Linked DNA regions of Gossypium hirsutum: all the other regions are linked to region 1. Evidence: chromatin contacts called from public Hi-C data. All regions are on one chromosome and are shown on one strand. Each heading gives the region's core, a stretch centred on a gene start, on an enhancer-like site or on the middle of the called end of the contact. The rest is flanking DNA. Distances are from core to core; before and after follow the strand shown. Region 1 holds the start of LOC107898609 (protein PHOTOSYSTEM I ASSEMBLY 2, chloroplastic). Region 2 holds the start of LOC107898655 (mitochondrial uncoupling protein 5). Region 3 holds the start of LOC107898672.

Evidence for each region. A called contact is a pair of places that touch in the nucleus more often than the background predicts.
Region 2: a contact with region 1 is called in a Hi-C map of leaf, with 2.5 times the contacts expected there. The contact joins the promoter of LOC107898655 here to the promoter of LOC107898609 in region 1. A contact is called at or near these places in 2 of 34 Hi-C or Micro-C datasets (both in leaf).
Region 3: a contact with region 1 is called in a Hi-C map of leaf, with 1.8 times the contacts expected there. The contact joins the promoter of LOC107898672 here to the promoter of LOC107898609 in region 1. A contact is called at or near these places in 9 of 34 Hi-C or Micro-C datasets (callus, hypocotyl, leaf and 2 more).

The regions. Positions count from the first base shown.
Region 1 is chrA11:55,576,038-55,580,760 of Gossypium_hirsutum_v2.1, reverse strand. It overlaps LOC107898609 (protein PHOTOSYSTEM I ASSEMBLY 2, chloroplastic), which reads right to left and starts at 3,144. Exons shown (of 6, transcript XM_016824112.2): 1 at 2,492-3,144; 2 at 2,262-2,380; 3 at 1,500-1,600; 4 at 1,140-1,305; 5 at 486-578. The coding sequence starts at 2,337.
Region 2 is chrA11:55,135,101-55,139,428 of Gossypium_hirsutum_v2.1, reverse strand. LOC107898655 (mitochondrial uncoupling protein 5) reads left to right here and starts at 1,975. Exons shown (of 1, transcript XM_016824172.2): 1 at 1,975-3,724. The coding sequence starts at 2,616. The coding sequence ends at 3,581.
Region 3 is chrA11:55,074,300-55,079,031 of Gossypium_hirsutum_v2.1, reverse strand. It overlaps LOC107898672, which reads right to left and starts at 3,294. Exons shown (of 23, transcript XM_041081984.1): 1 at 3,149-3,294; 2 at 2,510-2,592; 3 at 1,802-2,311; 4 at 1,171-1,268; 5 at 1,006-1,077; 6 at 773-910. The coding sequence starts at 2,557.

The sequences.
Region 1 (4,723 bases), core at 1,895-4,394:
GCACACAGTAGCAGCCAGTGATCAGTTACATAAAGAATTCTTGTATAGGGACAATTTGGAGAGGAACATAAAAATTTAGAAGAAAATCTCATGACAGTTTAGAATCTCAAGCTACACAATCAGTATATGTTAAACAAAAAACAGACATCTTCTATGCTACACGCTTATGCATCCTTGTTTGTACTCAATAGAATTGGCCAATAACAGCAACTAGATCACAGAAAGGTGCGTATTCAGCTTATTTGTCATCAAGTATCATAAGAAATGCAATTCCTGCTATATTCTGAGGTACTGACATGAACACATGTTCATGATTACCCATTGCTTTTAAGAGTAACCCCTAGGCAATCAACCATAACATGGAATAATCTTCAGATAAGTGCATGCTCAAGGCAAGTTGTATAGCAATCCAAAACAAGAAAAACTAAAAATATTTGGTGATATAGCAAGTTAAGAAGTAATGTTAGGGGAAGAAGACTGCATACCGTAACAGTTTGGACATTCAGTAAACTCGTAAACATCCTTAGCACGTTTCCTGTTGAGAGCTTTCCATTTTCCTGTACCACCACACATATCACCTAAATAAAAAACAGATTAAAATCTTGCGAATCAAAAGGAGGATTAACAATTTCACTACTGATGTCTGCAAGTTTTTTCTTCTTCTACTTCAGAAAGAGCATGTTAACATGTCAACAACAAGAGAGACAATTATATGTGAGGAAAAAACTAAAAGCTAAAATCAAGCCAAAATACTTGCATTCAACGAGCACTTTCCCTAAAAGTTCAATATAATTTGATTAGAAAAAAAGGGACCCATGACAGTCAGCCATGCAGCACAACTAATCCCCGCAGGACAAAAAAGAAAATAAACTACTCTAACCGGTTTGTTAGGTGGCTATTATCTAATACATAGAAATCAATAAATGGTGCGAGGAATTTTTCACCATTGAAGACTAATGTTTTTATCATACAAGACAAGCAACCCGTAAATCAGAAACAAGAGTTCGTATGTCTTTCGCCAATGTCAGAAAGCAGGGTAAAGGACAATCTCAAAAAAGATTATAAGATGCATACAAGGGTGGTTCACTTGGTTAGACAACAACGTATCATACAAAAGAAATTGCAAAAGTGTCACTCACAAAGTACAGCACCACTCCCTGAACAATTCCGGCATACAGCCCTTTCATTCCCATCCATAGCCATTGCTGATACTGCAGAAGCAGAGCTGCTAGAACTACTGATTAAAGCCAGGCTTGAACATAAGCATGTAAGACACATACGCCGCGATGTTGGCAACTCACCTGCCTGCAGAAAAATTTGGAACCTATCAACACTATAAACAAGGTAGCAAATAATGAAGATTCTACCCAATTAGTGCAAATCAGACATGTAAAATGGCTTTAGACTTTTTGGTTTCTGAAACAACTAAAAGATGCTGTGTGAGTAGTGAATTTGAAGAGTACTAACAAAATAGATGTTGGAAAACAAATAAGTGAAACCTTCTTCTTAGCAGGTTCTAATGAATCATTTGAAACTCCAGCAGTACAGCTCTCATTCTCCAAACTAGATCTTATCTGAGCTGAAACCAACCTTGAGCTTGCTGTCGTTAAAGCAATGAAAGGCAGGGTTTAAAACACTTGTATAGTTAAAGAAAATCCATAAAAACAAAAATACATGCATTGGCAGCAAAAGGTGCGACACCTCAAGATAAATTCAATATGTTTCTTTCCAAATAAATTGATCCAGGAATTCAACATAGAATTCATATTATGAAGTTACTTTGACTTCTAATCTGATTTTCAGTTGCTAAAATGGAGCCATCCTTTACATCCGCACTCAAAGCATTTAACAGCACCCAATTCACTGGAAAAGAAAAATCATCTCTACAACAAACTTTCCATAAATTCTTTAGAGAAAAGATTAATTACAATCAATATTCTAATCCTTGAGCATCTTACACAACTTGCTACTCAGCTAATTCATATAAACAATGTACCAACTGTTAATCTTTTTAAAAGTTAACAGAAAGGGATAAGATATCTTTAAGGAACTGACCCAAAATGGAAATAATTTTAATAACTATCTAAAGTTTCAGAATTTGGATAAAAAGGTTTAGCTGAATGCACAAAAAGAAAACCCCATTAACATAATATTATATGTGAAAACTTCCACTGAAAGGAAATGAAAAATTAAAAACAAGGCGTAGATCTATTTCACAAATATACATAACTAAATATATAGAAAGGAAAGAAAGAACGTACAGTGAGGCGGGGAAGGTTTTAGAGTGAAAGAAGGAAGGTGTGGAATTGAAGAAAGATTGGGAGAAGAGTAAGCCATAACTAGACTCTTCTCTTTACTTCTTTCTGTGTAAATTTTAGCACTGAAAAAGAAAAAGAAGAAAAGGTTAAAGAGTCCCCACAATTAAAACCGGCTGCACGTACATGTTTTCAGAGAAAATAATTGACTCGTTAACTGGAGTACGAACGTGCACCTTGATCAAGACCGTCAGATCAGGTTCACCTTTTCACCATCAGATCAGATTGGGAGAAAATATATCTAAATTTAAACAGTAATAGATCTAAAATATGGACTGAATTTTAACTTGATTATTATTAGTATTATTGCTACATAAATTTGAATATATCTAAGACCGTCAGATCAGGTTCACCTTTACTCCCTCAGATCAGATTGGGAGAAAATATATCTAAATTTAAATAATAATAAATCTAAAATATCCATTAAATTTTAACTCAATTATTATTGGTATTGTTGCTACATAAATTTGAATATATTAAAATATATTTTATTTTTTTATTTAAAAGTTAAAAAAAAAAACAACCAAAGAAAAGCTATAAACATTTAAAACAACCTCAATATTTACCGAAGCTTATTACAACTATATTTTTATAAATAAATTTTAATCATGTAAAATGATATCAAACCTCAAATATTTAAATTGTTTGTGGTTATAAATAAAAGTCAACTTGAATTGTCAATGATATTTTAAAATTTTGAACATTAAATATTTAAAATTAACATATTACAGAATATGATTAATGAATTCAAAATATACCTAAATTTTATTTTGAGCTAAAAATTATTTTACCAAAATTTTAAAACACCCAAATGAATAAAAAATGAATTAGAGAAGGGTATACATATTATTATTTTAAACAACAACAATAATAATGATAAATGGTGTGGTCCCAAAAATGAGTGGGGAAATGAGGTTGTACATGTGAGTGTTCCTAGCTATCCAATGAAGAAAGGGGTAGCTGACTTCTCCTCCTGTACGTAAAGCTGATTGTTTAATGAGGGAAAATCATGCCCAAATCCCTACCCTTGGATGGGGATATGTAATTTCGAATGGTATGGCCTCACGTTCGGTGAAATTAAATTTTAAGGAGTTATCATAATTGGTGATATTGTAATAATTAGCTTAAAATTAACAGCATTTGGATTTAAGTTTAGAAAATAATTTTTAAGTACATTAAATTAGAATATATGATAAATTATTTAAGGATATATTTATATTAAATAATCATACATATTAAATGCATAAAATAATTTCAATTTTCTTTGATTTTTTTTTTACTACAACAAGCCTGGAATTGTTGTTGCTTTTAGAAGCTGAGCTTGTGTTCCTTGAAGCAACTGATCATGCCATGCTGGAGCTACCCATGTATTCAAATCTTTGTTGCAAATAGAAAAAAGGTTAAAAGTTCAGCAGATACATAGTTTAAGTGAAACGAAAGAAAGGAAGATTGGATTGAGAGGCTTTGATTGAATTGGATTTTCATTTTTTTTTTCTGGAGAATTATCTGATATTCACTATCTGAAACTCAATGTTTCCTCCCACTAAGCTTCTGCCACCTCTGCATCATATCCATTTCTTTGGATAATGTGATTCAAATGCATCTTTTAAGTGATTACATCACCCAAAAATAAATAGGGTAAATTCCACCTAAGGTTACTAAATTATTAGGAACTTTATATTTTAGTCAGTCAACTTCAAAAAGTTACAAAATGGTCATTGGACTATTCAAAACTTTTCATTTAAGTCACTAGGATGTTAAAATCAATGTTGTATGGTCTTTTCTATTCGCACCGCATGTACCAATAGAAAGCTATCCTTCCTTTCCTATTCTACAATTCAATTTTTTTTTCATGGAACAATTTTGAACACCATGAATATGTAAACAAAAATTTAAATAGTTTTCTTCTTCGATTTTCAACACTGACTGATAGATTGACTTGAATCTAAATAATATTCTTCTACTTGTTAACGGATTCTGATCCAATGTACTGGTTATCAAATCGTAGCTTGAAGCTCACAAAGTCAGACTTTAAAAAAATTAATAACTCAATGACTTGAATGAAAACTTTCGAATAGTTCACTGATAATTTTGTAACTTTTTTAAAATTGATTAATCAAAATATAAACTTACTAATAGTTTCATGACCATGAAAATAGTGTACCTAAAAAAATAATATTATTGCATAGTAGATTATGGCATACCATGATGCAAGTGAAAAAATATTTATGAAAAAAATTATATAAAAATTAAGTCAACTTTACTTGATAAAAAAACATGATAACAATTCACTTGGTTAAAAAAAATTATTCTAATCATTATTTAATTAATTTAATATCCAATTATATTGTAATATTAACTTGATCAATAATTTAATATATAATATAAATAACACAAAATTATATAAA
Region 2 (4,328 bases), core at 726-3,225, 440 kb after region 1:
CCCACAACTTGGTCATGCCTGACCGGCTGACCCCGTATCCGTCAACGTTTAATTACATATGTACACGTGGATGGCCTTTATACCATCTGAAAAGCCCCCATAATTACTCAACTTTACCAGTTCCAACTTTGAAATGGGAATGCAATGACCCCACTCAGTCGAGGGTGGTTATAGCACATTCATTTGGAGCCTCCCACTAGACAAACTTTCAATAAAGCAATTCTTTTAAAAACTTAATTTAACTCCAGGGGACTCCTCCTTCAAACAAACAAGTGTTATTATATATTGATAATGTTGGATTCAGTTGAGTGTTTAATTTATAAAAATGTTTGATTAATGTTTAAAAAGATTTAATTGGTATAAATATTATCATTAATGTAGGAAAATGTAAGTTCGAGTGAGTTAAAATATATTATTTTTTTATTTATGGATTAAAAATGAGTTATGAATAATTTTAATCATTATGTCAAAAAAATATATAATCAGAAGTTATTATAAAATTATTAAAAAAATTATTAGATATAATTTTATGCACTGTAAATAAATTAAATAATCATATATTATTAAAAATTTTAATTTAAGTTGATTGACTTTAAATTATATACCGTGTAATACATCAAAGATTAAAATTAATTTGAAGAGAAGAGGGTGACCGCTAATCACTTGTGAAAAGTCAGCCTGCAAAAAGTCAGGCACATCGAAGGACAACCATCAAATAGAGATGGCCTATGCCTCTGATTGGCAATTACCCATCCCCTTATCACAGCTCGACACGTCAAAATGTCTAATGACTTCGGCCCTCCGTTATAATATTAGTTCCTTAAGGCTGTTGTGTTAAAAAAAAAAAACATCACCTTTGTAACGCAAAATGCGGGGCAAAAGCCAGGAATTACGATGGAGTTAAAAATGGTTATATTAACGAAGTTCTACCGTTTTAGTTGAATATTTAACTTTCGAAAGAGTCTAAATTGCAGCTATTTTATTCGAAAGGGATTAAATTGAAATATTTAGCTGCCACTTTCACAAATATCTCAACCAATAAATAAATAAGTTGACAATTAATTGGTAATTAAAAACCTATCGGTCGATTTCACCAAAAAAAAAACCTATCAGTCAGTCGACGATTAAACGACTTTTTGAACTAAAAAATTTGGTTTATTAATTAGTTGCTAAGCAATTAATTTTATTTGATAGTTTTCAAAATAATCAGTTAAAAAGAATGAATCAAATTACTAGTTAGGAGTGAAACAACCATAGATGCACAGTTAATTTAAAGAGATTTTTAATAGAAAATTGAATAGAGTTTCGTAATTATACCAGACACCCCCTAAGTGGTCAAAGACCATGCATGAACGTATTTGCAGATGAAATTAATAAGAAACCAAATAAAGCCAAAAGTCATATAAGGAATAAAAAAACGTGAGACCGCCCAATCCATTTCACTCAACTCAAATTTCCAACTAATATTATAATTATTTTAAATATAATTATTATTTTTATATTTAAAATATTTTAAAATTTATTATTTTTCATTTATATTGTGTATATGGTATTTTTAAATATTTATATATATAAAATATTTCAATTAATTATTTCAAATATCATCATATTTATATATGAAATATTTTAAATATATATATAAAAATATATAAAATACTAAAATTTACTACACTCATGATATGGATTGAAAAATAAATATTACACATATAAAAATTATATTTATTAAGAATAATAATTTTTTATAATATTATTTGATTTTATAAAAAAAAGTTATTAATAAAAAATATGAATTAAAAATAAAAACTTTTAAAATAATATATTTAAAATATTAATTAAAAATAATAATAATAAAAAGCTTAAAACAACATTAAATGAAAAATAAAAATATATGTAAAAGAGGAATTTAGGACTTAAAAGACAAAACCATTGATACTCTCTCTTCAAAAGTAAAATATTTCTCTAAATTTTCAAAAAATCGAATTATTTAACTGATTAAATTTGTATTTAGCATACTAGGGTTAACCCTTAACTACATATAAAATGTATAACCTAAATTATTTTGAAATTGCCGACTTGCATCCACCTCCACCTGATAGGCCTGTGGCGGGCTCCAGCCTATGTTGAGGGATATTTTTGACTTTGATGAAACCCACAAAAAAAAGAAAGAGACCAGAGGCAAAAAAACGCGTATACAATAAGAGACGGCCCAAGAAGTGTCCCTCCAAGTTTCCCGCAACACCCGTATTTCCCATGTGCCTTAGCCGAACCACGTGACCGCCGCCGTCGCAGCTATAAATACGTTCCCCTGCCCACAAAGCAAATCACCCCATTCATTAGCTGATTTTTCTTGGTTAGCATATGTCTCAAAGGCCTAACGTTCCCCACTCTTCTTCAATAGCTTTTGGTCTCCATTCTCATCTCCTGGTTTCCAGTGAGATGAACCCTAATTCCAACTGGTCTTAATAGTTCCATCTCTTTCTTTTTCTTCTATTGATTTTTTGTTTAAACTTCTTTTATTTCCTTTTTGAAACAAAGTAATTGCCTTGTTGATTTGCAAGCAAATTTTGGTAAAGTTCTTAAGTATTTGAGTTTAGATCTTCTTTGAGAGTGCCGCTATGGGAGTGAAGAGTTTTGTTGAAGGAGGCATAGCCTCAATCGTGGCCGGGTGTTCGACCCACCCGCTTGATTTGATCAAAGTCCGAATGCAGCTCCAGGGTGAAAGCCATGTTCCCAATCCGGCTGTTCAAACACTCCGCCCTGCTTTAGCCTTTCAGACAACCACTACTACTACTTCCTCTGCTATCCACATGCCTCCTCCGCCGGCGCGTGTTGGACCTGTGGCCACCGGGATCAAGATCTTCCGGACCGAAGGCGTCGCTGCTCTTTTTTCTGGCGTCTCTGCTACCGTCCTCCGCCAGACCCTCTATTCCACCACCCGCATGGGACTCTACGACATCCTGAAACAGAAGTGGACTGATAAAGAGACCAAAACCATGCCTCTCTCGCGGAAAATCACCGCCGGGCTAATCGCCGGAGGGATCGGCGCTGCCGTTGGGAACCCAGCCGACGTGGCGATGGTGCGAATGCAAGCTGACGGACGCCTTCCCGTATCTCAACGTCGTAACTATACCAGCGTTGTCGACGCCATCACACGCATGACCAAACAAGAAGGCGTGACCTCCTTGTGGCGCGGCTCGTCGCTGACGGTGAATCGTGCGATGTTGGTGACGGCATCGCAGCTTGCCTCCTACGATCAGATCAAAGAGATGATTTTGGAAAACGGGCTGATGAAAGATGGGCTGGGGACACACGTGGCAGCGAGCTTTTCAGCCGGGTTTGTTGCGGCAGTGGCGTCCAATCCTGTTGATGTGATAAAAACAAGGGTGATGAACATGAAGGTGGAGGCAGGGCAAAAGCCGCCTTACGCCGGCGCTTTGGATTGTGCTATCAAGACGGTGAAGTCGGAAGGGCCGATGGCTTTGTATAAAGGGTTTATACCCACAATCTCGAGACAGGGACCATTTACGGTGGTGCTGTTTGTGACACTGGAACAGGTCCGGAAGTTGCTTAAGGACTTTTGAGGCATTGATAACAAAGACGATGACGAAAATGAATGTTTAAGTTACTTAATTGTTTTCCAGTTTTATGTTGTTCTACATGTTAAACGCGATGTGCGATTCTTGTTCTAATAATGATATCAATAGATGAGATATTTGCTCTAAAATTACTGTAGGTAAATTAGTCGCTGCAAATCCACCTCAATTTTGATTTGGGTTCATGATAGGGGTAATAATGCTATTGTTGTCCAACTCATTAATCACTGTTGCCTTTTCAGCAAACAAACATAAACGTCTTTATCAAAATTGAGGTGGATTTGCATCTTCTTTTGGGGTGCATGAGATATTTGGATGGCTGATTCCGATATTAGTCCCTGTATTTTCTAATTTTTAAAATTTCAGTCCTCATTGAAAGGATAAATGGATGTTTTGGTTTGTCAAATCTTACATATGACCTATAATGTTACATTTTCGAATGAGATTATGGTGTTTAGATTCTCAACATTTCTTTCATTTCTTGACGATGAAGTAAGACTAAGTCCATGAGCTTATTATTCTAGGTCAGAACAAGTTAATAGGATCTCTTACACCCCTGAGTCCCTCCCATGTGGCGACATGGGGTCGTAAAAAGGAAAGAGAGGGATGAAGCTTTGGGGGTTTCTCTCGCTTTTGGCATAACGAGCCCCCAACGAGAGGTCCACACGACGAGACTATTAGCTCAGTGGTAAAGTGCACCCCTGATAATTGCGTCATTGTGCCAGACTGTGAGGG
Region 3 (4,732 bases), core at 2,045-4,544, 500 kb after region 1:
CTAACAAGCCCGGAATATATTAACAATAAGAAAGCATCATGTAAATGGACTGCATATCCAAATATAAACAAGAAAGCTTGAATCTTACATGCACGGATGCACAAAGGCAGGCAGGCATGAACAATGCAATCATTGCAAGCAAAAGCCAGGAACACTGGGTGTTTATTCTAAGTGAGCTGGTTAAAATGCAATGAATCTCATTGCAAGTATTTAGTATGTTCTAAAATGGTTCTTTATTAAGTGAAATTAAGAATTCAACGCAGGCCATAGCATCAACTACTATATATTTCATAACCAACCGTAACTTATAATCTGTTCGTTAGGGTGGACCAGAAATATTTTCAAAGAACCAAATCGCCTCAATGATTCTTTGATAAAAATGAGAAATAACTAACCCTAATGCAAAGTTTTCCGGTGATGGTAACTATCATGGAAGGCAAGGAACTAACCAAAGCAACAGTATCACATGGTCAATATGTCTAAAGTTCGACATCCATCCATGCTTATTTCTGACCCCATATTGCCAAATATGGGTAATATTTCATCCATGCTTATTTCTGACCCCATATTGCCAAATATGGGTAATATTTCATACTTCTATCAGCATATCAAGTTATAGGGATTTCAATATTAGAGAGGCTTCATTCAACCAATCTTAAGTTGGATTTCAGAGTTAAACTAGTATTTTGATCACATATTGACCATAAACTGGCAGGGCATTAACCGCAAAAACATGATACAAAACAAACAAAAAGGGAATACATTGACTCACCCAAATGCTTTCCGCAACTCTGCACATTCTTGATTCAAGAAGTAGGGAGCCTCTTCTGTGCAACCTTTGGCCCATGAATTTAAGCATAAACGTACACAAGCATCATAAGACAGCACTGCACACCATGGACCAAGCCCACTGAAACATTTTAATCAATGCAGTCAGTTGTCTAAACTTATGAAGGCAAAATGCTAAACCAAAGAAACCCATGCCTAGCTTAGCTATTAACTAACCTTGCATGAAATATAGGGCGACGTGTGGGCATATTATTAGTGGATTCGTTGGTTCCTCCATGTTCCACAGTCCTGTAATACATAATTGTTCAATTGAAGTGCACTGCAGACATTTTTCTCGGAAAACATCAAGGGAACTATGCATAGAGATGCAGAAACACAAACCTCACTGATTGGTCGAGAATCTCATCCCCGCTGTTATCTTGAATAATGGTATCATAGTGAAAAGGCTTCACCTTTTGCATTCCTCCAGTATGAAAAACCTACATGGATGTAGATAGCTGAGTACTACACAGAGTATAATGTTTTAGACTAACAATAAATTTAAGTTGACCATCAAAGCGGTCTTCACATTTCAATCTTATAATTTCATATTACAATCAAGTTAAAGAATACCCCCAAATGAAGCCATTTCAACATCTCCAGTCCCATTCCCATAACCGGTCAAACCATTAGAAAGTTAAAAAGGAAACATTTTAGGATGTGAAACCCTGGTAGCTCACCAATTGACAATGGAGATATCACCCAATGTACTTTGCACATAAAAAAAGGTACCATCTTAAATTTGTATAAGCATGACCAAAAAGTGTTGCCAAGTGCCCAGGTTTCTACTTTAATGCTTAAGGGGGCACAATCAAAGCAACTTAATAAAATAATAACAAATTACCAAAGGAAATAACATTAAAGGAGAAAGTGCTTGAGTAAAAGCAAAATTCTTAGCGAGGTAAGTAAAGGTTTTGTATCCAGAAGTTCACTTAAAGATGCAAAACTATTTAGATACTATTTCAATGCCTACCCTAGAAGTAACTGTAGAAGAATAACTATCTGAATTATATGCTTCCCCAGGAGGTGCACCACCATTGTTGCTTCTATACTGCATATACGAAACTTCAGTGCTACAGGCAGAATCTGAAAATTGCTTATCTACAGTGTCCGCCTTCCCACCACAGACCTGAGCTGGTCTCTGAGCACCATTTCCTAGTTTCAGCTGAGGTCCATAATGACCATGAGCCTCTGATTTCTGCATCGAAGCAGCTGCAACATTATGCACCTTATCATCTTGTGGAGATGAAATGAACGAGTACTGCCCGTCATGGGCATGCTCTTCAGAATCAGATGAGATGTCCATGTCTGATTCTGAACCATCATCATTGCCACTAACAGGTATTATATTCTGGGATAAATGTCCATTACGAAATTTTGCAGAAGGAGGTAATCCAGCATTTCTTAAACTGGTAATAGGGTCAAGTGCTTGTTTTACTGCCATGGTCACACCGAAAAAATCTCTGTTCTTGGCAGCACCTCCCTAATACAAGTTTAAAACAATAAGATCAGACTCGACCAACACCTCAGACTACACTATATACGTAAAAACTACTTCAAACATTACCTTCACGAATCAATGAAATATCTATATATTTAAATAAACAAATGTTTGCAGCAAATACCTATACAAATGCATAAATGTATGAAATTATAGGGATAAACAACTGAAATGACTCACCGCACGAACCCATCTGAACGCATCCTTGTCAAGGCCTTGGGTGAACATTGTAAAGTTCTTCCACTTGACCTAAAATCCAACCCCTAAGAGAGAGTTTAACACCCAAATTAACACAAGCAAAAGAGCAACACTAGCAAACTAAATAATTAATAAAAGAAACTGGGGAATTCTGATCATGTTTCTTTCCTTGTCTGTCTTTCTAATCAAGCAGTGTGAAAAAAAAATAAAGTCCAAAACTTTACCAAAAAAAGTCAAAATATAGCAAAACCAAATCATTAATATGATCGATTGTTTTCTAGATGAATGGAAAAGAAAATCTATATGAAAAAGATGGAAAAGTACAAGTTTCCAGCACCGACATTCTTTTATTTTATTATTTTCCTTAAAAGGATTCCGAGAAACCAAACAGAGAAAATAAAGATGATGAGAATTCAATTCAACTTCACATGCCAAGCACTGATCAGAGTAGTAACAAAGAAACCAATTACTGAAATCTCATTAGCTTCAATGATCAAACCAGCAAAAGGATATCACTAAAACTCAATAAAATCCCTCCGCCGCCCAAAGGGGAAGAAAAAAACCTTGACTTTTGATCAAGTTTAGTAATGAAGAGAAAGTAGAGATGGAAAAACTACTCACACAAAGTGATTGTGAAAAGAGAGTGAGAATTGGAGTGACAGTGAGAGTAAAACACAAAATGGGTCTAGTTCAACAGTTCAAGCAAAATTCTTCTTAGCTTTATAAAAAATCATTTATTATATTTTTCCTTTTATGTCATCAATTAATAAGAAGAATAAATGGTTGAAGATGGAAGCGAAATTTAGGAGAGAATAAACGAACATTAAGACGGAAACATAGAACTAACGGAGAGTCGTAAAGTTAACGGGAAGCTGACGTGGCAAGTGAACGCGCGCCTCTTTATAACGGCTGGATATATTTTAATAGTTTCTTTTTCGAGCTTGGTTTGGTTGCACACAGAGGCCAAGATGGGTTACTTTAGGGCAGAGGGGACCCACGCGCATCTCAAATGGTGCTTTCAGTCCAAACTGCGGGTGTGCTGTAAATCCCCCCTGCCCAGCTATTATTTATTCCCCCACCCCACCCTGATTTTCCGCGCTTATTTAAGACTTAATCACGAAGGTATATAAATAAAGGGTAAACTTCTTAGAAACCTAAAACTTTCATTTTGATCACTCAAAGTATTAAAACTCCAAAGGTGGTTTAATGTACACATTATATCATGTTTACATTTCTATTTTAGTGAAAAAGTAATAAAAACTAAAATAATACATAAAAACTGTCAAATTATATTTGTTTATCGATTGCTGAAATTCTAAATTTTATTTTAATATTGAAATTTTAAGTTTCAAAATATCAAAAGAAATTGAATAAATTATTGATTTTTTTTGTTCATAGAAGAATGTCAACCAATTTGGTATTATAATATTAAAATTAATTAATTTAATCTTCTTTTAAATTTTAAAATTTTATTTTTTAAATTTTTAAATTTTATTTTTTGTTCTAAATTATTCTTAATGAAATAATTCATATTTAATAATTGTCTACAAAACTTAAAAAAAATTTGATTATATAGTCTCGAATCTTTCATACTAAGCTAAAAGTAAAGGAACAAATATTTGCAATTAATTAAATTAATTGTTTCTTCTTCATGTGAGTAAAGAAGTGATGAAGAAAGTATGAGTTTTATTTGGAATGGAAGATAAAATTTATTAATTTAATTAATTATAAGGATTTTTCTTTATTTTTAGCTTAGTATGAAAGATTCAATATCATATAATCAAAATAAAATTGGGTTTCACATACAACTATTAAAGTCAATAATTTTCATTGATGTTTTTTTAACATAATTTCAAAACATCAAAATAAATTAAATAAAATTGTTAAATTTTTTATCAATTGATAATGTCAACCGATTTACTACTATAATTTTGAATCTTAATATTTAAAAATTTATATTTCAAAAACCAAATTTAGCATTTTCGATAATAGGATAAACAAGTACAATTTGACAATTTTTGTGTATTATTTTAGTTCCTACCGCTTTTCACTTTAATCCTTATTTTTTTTATTCCAATCAATAATTAAAAATATACTTTTTGGGGTCATTAAAATGAAAATAATCTAAAATTTAGGTGACTAAAAAGAAAATGCAAACATGATGCGGCTTATATAGTTAACTGTTGCTAGAGATTTAACACTTGA